Regions from separate parts of the Danio rerio genome. Here region 1 is linked to region 2. Evidence: chromatin contacts called from public Hi-C data. All regions are on one chromosome and are shown on one strand. The core of a region is the stretch at or near the end of the contact, and the rest is flanking DNA. Distances in the headings are between cores, read along the strand shown.

Region 1 (4,787 bases), core at 253-2,752, 100 kb before region 2:
AGACATGGATGATTCGTTATCAGTTCAGTAATAAATAATGACTGAATATAACATACCGACATCATTCAATACTGTATGGTGAGGGAGGTAAGATGAAGGTGAAATTAAAACTCTCCAAACAGCTGAAAACACTCACAACTATGTACAATTTACTGCTTGTGAGTTTCACTTTCATTAACTGAAGGTGTAATAGAACCCAAGACCCCTACTTTATTGCTAGGGAGGAAATACAGGCATATAGTGTAAAGCTCCTCTGCCTTTTTCTGTCACTCTGGACTATTTCACCCTATGTGTGGCCAATAAATTGAGTTCATGTTTTCTTTAATCTCTTGGTTGTTACAATGATACTTATGGATCCAGATACAAGCGTGTCTGTGTTTTCTCCACTGCATCATTCATCTATGGGCAGATATATCCACAGCCTGCTGATGGATCAATTGATAGACGCAGGTTTCAAATGCCATTTCTGAGCATCTGACTGCAATGACTATTGCCCAACAGCACTCAAAAAGCAAGTGGGAACATGTTTTTTTATTATTATTATTTGAGTAGTTGTATCATACACTTGAACTTTTTGTATTTGTTCTAAATGCTCCTGTTGTCTTCTGTGCCTGTACTTGAGTCTTGTTTGATGTATTTAAGAAGTATGTTTTCTTTGAGCAGGTAAAATTAATGGTTCACTTCATATAATGACTGCTTTTTTGAAAAGAAAAATTTTTTTTTTATTTCTTCTTTTAAAATTGTGGATGGAATGCATCATTAATGCACCGTGATATCTAATTGAACTGAATCAATGACATGATAATCGTAACCAAACCGTAAGACAACCCTGTTCACCATGTTCACAACCCTAGTTGTGATGTGATGTTAAAATTGCTGCCACCAAGTTTTTTATTTGATTATTTTTTTACTTAATGATTTAAATATGGAAAAATCATCGTTGACTGCACATTTAAAGGATCAAATGATGCGCAGCTGTAGTCTGGAGATGCATGGCAGCCGTTTGGGCTTGTTCTTGGCTCTGTGGCTCAGTGTTTGGAGTCTGTGTTGCCTCATCCAAGGTTTTCATTCCAATCGACCATTGAACTGTGCAAAGTGGCCAGACACTGGCCTGGCCTGCTAGTAATCAGAGAAGCCTGTCTGCCCTAGAGGACAAATAGGATTTAGCATGGCTTGGATTCTCGCTTTCTTCCCAGTGACAAAAAGAGCGCAACCTCCTCATCTTTCCTCCAGCAGCCTAAGACAGTGAGGTCATTTTCCAAGTGTCTCTTGAAAAGGTATCCTTCATCTGATGGTCAGACCTGACCAGACATGAGGATTGTGATGGCAACAAATCAATCACCAAGGTGTTTAGTGCCATTTAAAGAATTCCTGATTTAGAAAGAAAGCAAATGAGAATGCAGTGACTCATGCCTACAGGATGAGCAAGCTTAGTGTTACAGATGGTCTGGGTAATGCTCTGGACAAATAGGCTATTCTCCTCTGAGATTAGACATGGAAGTCTTGGAAAAGATGATATGTCTGGGGTCAGGAGTGTGTCAACATATGCTCATGCAATCATACACCTCCCCTACATCAAACAGAGTTGGGAAGATAAATTGATAAAAATAAGACAACTCTTTTGTCCAAGTAACATGATCATAGGGTTTCACTCTGAAGTCATCATGCTAAAAATAAGAGGCAACGGAAGCCATTTGACAGTTTCAGATTTCTCTAAGGATGAGGTGCTAATGAATTGAAATGACATGAAGTGTCAGATCTACTTATTTGCTGTACCACAGTATTCAACAGAAGCATTTTCTGGTCAAACTTATGAGGAAATTGCTTCCAAGAATATCTTGGTGAAACGTAACATTTGTGTATGTGTACATGTGTGTGTTAATTAGACATTGCAGAGGTTGGCATACATTTAACCACTCGTGTTTTTGTTTTTTATTCACACCAAGCTGTCAAAAAGTCATCTTGTGAAATATTCCTGTCCAAATAACTGTAGTGATGCATTTTAATATTCGTTGCTTATGATTTTCAGCAGCCAGGGGTCTCCAGATTCTGCTATTTTTTCTTTTTCTTCTTTTTTTTTCATGTATTTAAAGATTTGCAATGACAGAACAGTTGTATAGGTGTCTCCTGTCATCATATATATACAGTAATAAAGCCATCTATTAAACAATCGTACATTGGTTAGTAATTTAAGTCTTTTGTGAAGGGCAAAATTAATAGTTGAAAAAAGTCTTTTAAAAACTCCCATAGAGTACTCTGATTTCTGACGCAAGTCATACGTCAGTTTTTCTAAGGGTAAGAAAATCTGTTTTATATTGATTTATCCACATATTGACTGAAGGAATGTTAGTAGAGGACCACAACAAAAGACCACATTTTCAGGCTAGATAAGTGCAAAGGTGTAATACAGATTCTAGTCCACGACTAATGCTTCATTCCCACCAGCAGCGACTTTGTAGCTGCCCGTCGCTCTGTGTGGTGTCCTGCTGCAAAGGCAGCTCTGTAAAGGTATATACAGCACGAATACAAGCAGCCTCTGAGTGAGCTGAGAAGGGATCACGTGAGCTCTTATTGTGCTCTTATTGGTTGTTGCTCAAAAAAAGGCACTCCTCGTTTGCATAAAGTTGAAGGATTCTTAACTTTGACGCAGCGCTCAGCACGCCCACCTGGTTGCCAATGGTCACTGAAAGTCGCTCGCTCTCCTTTGAAAGAAACAATTGCCTGTTGCTTTGCCGCTATGAGTAGCTCATGGTGTGAATAAGGCTTAAGGTGTAGAATTGTGTTTTACAATTCAGAAGATAAATAACTAAAAGGTTTTCCAATAATCTTCTAAACTAATTTGTGGATTTCTTTCCAGTATGTCTTAATCATGTCACAATCCCAGAATACATGCATCCGGTACCAACATTGGATTTGCACTTAAAACAACATTGAGAAACATTAGGAAATATCTTATTGAGACAAACTGATGTTAAATAAGTTCTATACAAAATAAAAAAAATAAATAAATGTTGCTTGTGGTTTAATATTGTGGCACCTTTGAAAAATATGCCAGAGCACACCAAAAAGCCATTCTTCTAGAAAATGTCATAGTTGCAGATGTCTTCAGATTCGATAATATCTTCAGACATTACTCTTACCCCCCAAAGCAATTTTGTGTCTAATACTGTACATGTCTAATAGAAGTCTAAAACTGTGTTTCTCAACCACATTCTTTGAGGACCACCAACACTGCATGTTTTGGATGTCTCCTTTGTCTGTCACACTCATTACAGGTCTTTCAGTCTCTGCTAATGAGCTGATGATCTGAATCAGGTGTGTTTGGTTGAGGAGAGATGGAAAATGTGCAGAGCTGGTGGTCCTCCAGGAACGTGGTTGAGAAACACTGTTCCAAAACATAAATGTCTTAGCTAAAACAAGCCAACAATTGGGGTCTGACAGATATCTATGAATAGCTCTGATGTAGATTAGACATCAAATGCACAGATTATACAGATTGCGTTTGTAGAAATAAATAGTCTTTTTTATAACTAGTCTAGGGCTATTTTTAGACTATTTTTACTGACAGCCCAAACTTAATGTAGTTTTAGCCAAGGCCTTTATGTTTAGACATCTATTAAGCGTTTATTAGACTTCTTTTTAACAAAAAAACATGTGCGCTGGGTAATTGCTGATTTGGTGTATTGTAAACATTTAGCATTTTAACACCTTCATTTTAAGCATACCATGATAGATAAATGTTTCTGACTCATGATGTAGAAAGGATATCAACATCTCTTGTAGAAGGTCACCACAAGCAACATTTTTGCTTCCCTAATCATTTTTCTAAATGTGTAAATGTGCACATTGCTATAGTTGCATGCATGTACGGTGTTGCCGTGCATTCTGGTTTCTGCACAAACACAAGCAATCATACCAGCAGATTAATAGAGCATGGAGATGTGTTTACTGCTGCTGCTTTAAGAGCTCCCAGGAGGCAATAATAACTCTGTGTGTCAATAGCAGGGCACATCACAGACGGCCGGTATGGTGCTACCATATGCCAGCCTCAAGAGGAGGGATCGTGATAAAATTGTCTCAAACAGAGCTGTGGAGAGAGAGAGGGACAGTGGGCAAACACACTCTTTCACTGAAGGTGATAGAAAGAAAATGTAACCAGAGGGGTCAAAGGCTCCTGGGTCATCTTGATGGATAACATTTCAAGATTTAGTGATTTGTTGCAGATCCTTTGCCAGCATATAAATACTTTCACAACGCGGGGGATTGTTTTCAGCCAAACATTGAGAGCAGACATAAGATTATTGGAAACAGGAAGGCTCTGTATCTGATCTGTATTGCATGTCGTGCTGGTATTGGATGAGCACATCTACACATCCCAGAGTCTCTCAATTAGACTGTGCTCTAATACACTGAGGGCATGATTGCAGAAACCCGCTGTTTGAGACGCTGCGTGACACTGACTGTGGAAGGCAGAGCTATGAATATCCGTGGCTTAACTTTTCTGCTTGGATGCGGTTGACTCGTTGATGCTTTCTAGACGGTTGTGATGTTGCGTTTAGACTAATTAGAGATCATGCAAACCGTATAGTTGTTCTGTTTAATTGCGCATGAAGGAATTTATGTATTTACCATTTTTGACAGCGAGCTACAGAGGTCTCATTTATAATCACATTTGATCTTAGAGGTTATGTATGTTTAAAATCCATAGCAGTTTTCAGAGAAACAATCTTTGTTTAATGGCATCTATGGTTCAACGCAAAAACATTACATCCACTTGTTAATTTTAC
Region 2 (5,221 bases), core at 1,491-3,990:
TCTCCCAAGGGCTTGGAACACCGAAGGGAATACGCTTTTCTGATGTGACCGATACATCAGCTACTGTTCACTGGACTATGCCACATACCCGTGTAGACAACTACAGGGTCATCTATGTGCCCATTCAGGGTGGTAAGTAACATGTCATCTTTGTGGTTCAAAATGCAAAATGCCTTTAAAGTAGCTTGAAAAGTCCTTTGTCCTATTTTAATAGTCATAAATTCGAATGCTTCTATATAAACTTTTGCCTTTTCTGCTGTCAGACAATGTGGCCTATTAAGACAGATATGCAGTCATCTAGGTTTATAAACAAAACATTGGCTGACAAAATAACCGTATACACCAAACGAGTTGACGCCAATGGCTGTGGAAAAAAGACCTAATATTAAAGTGAATAGCAAAAAGCTTTTTGTCAATGAATAGCAAGATGCATTAGGATTTTCTAAGAAATAAATCATAAATTTGTCCCATGCACCACAAAATCTTTGTGTTAATGAAACACTATTAGTACAGTTGTTCAATACGTCTGACACTGAAATATATACTATTTTGATGAATCAAGATGAATGAAATGAATTGAAAAAAAAACACAATATTCTCCATAGAATTTTACAGACAGAAACTTTGGTTGTCAAATGAAAGTTTTACAGACAAATTTCAAGAGGAGCGCGTGATATGTTTGATCGTGGCTGATCACGACTGGCCTCTCATCCATAATCAGGAATAATCCAATCAGGGGTGTGTTTCTCAAACAATGACTCACAGCTGAACTATCATAGTACGATACATCGTTTGGGAAAAGAATGATGTAGTGACTAGTGTTTCCCAAAACCCGTAGTTTCTCTGTTGCAGATCCATCGCTTGAGCCATGTTAGTTATAATGTAAAATGCCCATTATGATGCTCTAAACAGGGTGGGTAACAACTTCTTTAGAGAAGAGCCCCAAAATTTCTTTGTGCAAATTATATTGTTTTACATGCATTTGCTTAAAAAAAAATAAAAAATCCAATATTATTTTTGGTAAAAACCAAAAATATGCACTCGCTTTCTATATTAATTGAAATATATGTAAAAGGCACATACAGTGCCTATGTTTCCTTTACAGATATTATTGAGAACATTACATATTCTAATCTCAAACATAAAATGAAAAGTTAACACATATTCTAATATCATATATAAATCTTATAAATAAATAAATAAATAAATAATGAGGCTGTTAAATTAAATTGAAATTAAATGTAATATTTATTATTCATTAGGAAATAAAAAAATACTTTACTACTTTAACCTTTAGCTACTTTAATAATAATATTAATGATGATGTTGATTAATTAGAATATTGTTGATTTATTTAAAAATTTTTGAAAAGTCTGCTTTTACAATTTGACACATCCAAACCACTGCAGAAATCTTCTAACTAACAGGCCTATGTCATATACAGTACAGATACTTATTAAATAACCTACTATAAATTAAAAGCATTAACATATGCTTTGTTTTTTTTCACAAGCTTTGGAGACTTAAAGTAAATTCTGCTATTTAATAAAAGGTCACTTATAGCTTTCGTCATGAGCTATGGCTGGGTTCAAAATGACATCACGTTTTCAAAGTGCACTGCCAAGGGTGCGCAATTGTAAACATGAAGATTACTAAAACTGAATTGTAAAAATACTTTGAAAGCAAATTACACCTAAGAGTAAAGACTTTAATGTTTTTTTAAGTTTAAATGTTAGTCTGTTCTAAATAAATAGGGAATAGAACACAGCCAGGATTTTTGCCTCTACAAGTTTGCGAATGCTTGTTGGAACGATGGATTTGGGAAACGCTAAATTAACAAACTATGTTTGTAACGAGAGAACATGCAACCTTAGTTGGCTAACGATGTTTCGTGTCTCGAGACCTACCTGATCTCAGACCCTCTTATATGCTTGTTGACCAGGCAGAGGCCTGGGCTCAATTATCTCTGAGCTCAGGGTTCTCTTCCCAGGACAGCATGCCAAACCTGCTAATAGCGTCAGGCAATTTCTAAGCGTGAACTCTTGAAACACATCATGTATTTTTATAGTACCTCAGGGAAGAAAGTGCATGAAATGTATTCAATTGTAGCAATTGCTTATCTTGGTTTCTTACTAATTATGCACTTTCCTAAAATAAAATTTTGGCTTGATTTTGTCCAGACTTTCCAGGCTTCCCTTTTCAAGTTTCTATTGTGTACCTCCAGAACACTTGAGACACACTACACATGTTGCATAGGACCATATTGTGTGTTTTTTGGCTTAATGCTAGTCTCTATTCACAATATAGATAAGTTCAAACTTGAATGAAAATTCATTCTCAGAAAGTGAGACTTGACTGTGTGGTTTTCTATGAATTTGGATGGCTGCCTCCTGGCACATCATTGATTTATTTGTACTTCCTCGGTTTATGATTTCTCATAAATTGTTTCTTATGTAATATATTGCATAAGTTGAGGCGGAAATTCTCCCAGACTGCTGTTTTGGCATCATAAATTGATCTATTCGAAAAGATGCCCCCCAAAGGTCTCATAGTGTCCTTTTGGCTTCTCTGTGATCTTTCCCGGTGTTTAGATTAGTTCCTTCTTCAGTAATGTGAAACTATCCGTCGATATCATCAATCAAACACTCTGTTTTATCCATCAGGACAGCATTCTTGTATTTCACCATTATCAATCAATTACAGAGAATGCTGCCCTCTAGTGTGTTAAGCGACGAGTAGCTGATTGCAGGTCTCTGTCTCCCCCTGCAGGCAGTCCTCTGACACTGAGAGTGGATGGAGGAGAGTCTCAAGCCATGCTCTCCAATCTGACCCCTGGTGTCACCTACCAGGTCACGGTCATCGCTGTTAAGGGCTTGGAGGAGAGTGAACCCGGATCTGAAAGGGTCACCACAGGTATAGTTCAACCTAATTTTATTATAATCTCATGAAATGTATGGTCAGGAAAGCTCTAACTAATATAATTATCACAGCAAGTGAATAATTATGACTATTGATTAAATAAGCAAAACTAATTAAGATAAAAATGATATATATAATTTTTCTCTTACAATATACATTTAGTCAGTCGAGTCCTATGTTTAGAGCTTTATACAATACAGATGGTTTGAGAAAATATTTAGAGTATTAAACAAGTACAAATCAATGTTAAAACTATATAAACACTTATTATTTTAAATGTAGGTTTAATTTTGTACTTTGGTTGTGTCCATTTTTATTATTTTTGTTTTAATAATATAGAAAAAAATCTTTTTAGCAGTTTGGTTTTTATTTAAAGTCTAAATGAAAAATTGTAGTGCACCATTTAAGATCATATTTAGGTTTAATTTTAAGATATATTTAGATTATAATTATTTAGATTAAGATTACAAAATTTATTTATTGATTTATTATTATTATTATTATTATTATTATTATACATTAGGGGTGTGACGAGATGAGACAAGAGAATTGGGTCAACAGAATTAGAGGAGACTAGATTTTTACACTATTTTTAAGAAATCTTCATCTGTGTGTGTGTGTGTGTGAGCGCATGCTTAGAGATGTGTCTTTTACTAACTCTGTAAGTGCACATAATAGTGTCCGTGTGTGTAGGTCTTATCCTGTCGCAAAATGCGGCTAAAAGACCTAAACGACGGTAATATTTTGATTTCGTTCTTTGCTCTACACTTCAATAATGCGACCTAAATAGGAATACTCCACATGTCTTAATTACATTTGTTTAAAACGATTACGACTTTAAGAATATCTGAAGTGCTATGCCATTGCATGAATATGTAGCATGGTTAATGAGTGTGGCTGCAGTTGTAGCCTCTGTTGGATGCGGTAGCTGCGGACCTCTAGTTTAAAAAAAAAATTTGACTACGTCACACTCGCCCAAGCAACCGAGTGACATGCGCAACTCTTGAGCCCAGCCTGGTGTGTGCAAAGCACTTGATTTGCAGTTCAAATCAAATCCTGCCTCCGACCTGCCTCCGACTTTCAGTGCTAAATTCACCCTTATGCTCCATCAAAACAACACAACACATGAGACAACTTTTCACCTCGATGAGAAATCTCGATTTAATCTTGTGAGATCTCGTCATACAAGATCTTGTCACATCCCTGTTATAGACACATACAAATTACTAAAAACAAATATAAATGCAACTGCAAAGTCAATTTAAAAAGCAGCTCGACAGAAGGCAGTAATATGGAGTCATAAGTTGTACACATTTTGCTTTCCAGTCTGGCAGAAGCCTAGTAATGGCCTCCAGGCTGTCTGAGTGGTTTTTGCTTCTCTCATGTGTGTGTGTGTTTGTGTATCTGTTGGCCCTCAGCTCTGGATAAACCTCGAGGCCTGACAGCAGTGAACATCAGCGACACTGAAGCCCTGCTGTTGTGGCAGCCGTCCATCGCCACTGTAGACGGATATGTGATCACATACAGCGCAGACAGTGGTAACTCAGACTGTCAGTCATTATTCTTGCGGAACAGAAGGAAGCAGTGAGTCTCAGTTGTGTGTTTTGTTGTTTGTCAGTGGCTCCGGTGATGGAAAGGGTGTCTGGGAACACGGTGGAGTTTGAGATGAGCTCCCTCACTCCTGCTACTTTATACACTGTTAAAGTCTATGCATTCCGAGACACAGCCAAGAGTGCGGCAACCAGCACTGACTTCACTACAGGTGAGCCGATGGACACACTAATACCACAACACATCTCTGCTACTATATTCTACCAGCTGACCACTTCTGATGAATGAAAATTATGAAATTATTTATTTTGCCCACTACCAGAGTTAAATTGTAGAACTACAGTTGAAGTCAGAATTGTTCTCCCCCCTGTTTATTTTTTCCCTAATTTCTGTTTAAAGGAGAGATTTTTTCAACACATTTCTAAACATGCTAACTCATCTCTAATAACTGATTTATTGTATTTTTGCCATGACAGTAAATAATATTTGACTAGATATTTTGAAGACACTTCTATACAGCTTAAAGTGACATTTAAATGCTTAACTAGGTTAATTAGGCAGGTTATTGTATAACAATGGTTTGTTCTGTAGACTATTGAAAAAATGTTATAGCTTATAGGGGCTAATAATTTTGACCTTAAAATGGTCTTTAAAAAATTAAAAAGTGCTTTTATTGCTGAAATAGAACAAATAAGACTTTCTCCAGAAGAAAAAAAAATATCAAACATACTGTGAAAATTTCCTTGCTTTG

What was found. A called contact is a pair of places that touch in the nucleus more often than the background predicts.
Region 1: a Hi-C map of an unstated tissue shows a contact between it and region 2, with 3 times the contacts expected there. The contact joins two enhancer-like sites.

The regions. Positions count from the first base shown.
Region 1 is chr5:29,286,931-29,291,717 of GRCz12tu, reverse strand. The region is part of intron 1 of tncb (tenascin Cb); the gene reads left to right. Among named protein-coding and RNA genes, the nearest start is that of tncb, 5.1 kb to the left of the region's middle. Within about 2 kb of position 1,502, at least 4 of the 62 cell types and tissues checked have an H3K27ac peak or open chromatin away from gene starts, as enhancers often do.
Region 2 is chr5:29,185,425-29,190,645 of GRCz12tu, reverse strand. It overlaps tncb (tenascin Cb), which reads left to right. Exons shown (of 22, transcript NM_130907.2): 12 at 10-132; 13 at 2,770-2,913; 14 at 4,338-4,457; 15 at 4,538-4,681. Among named protein-coding and RNA genes, the nearest start is that of b3galt8, 14 kb to the right of the region's middle. Within about 2 kb of position 2,740, at least 4 of the 62 cell types and tissues checked have an H3K27ac peak or open chromatin away from gene starts, as enhancers often do.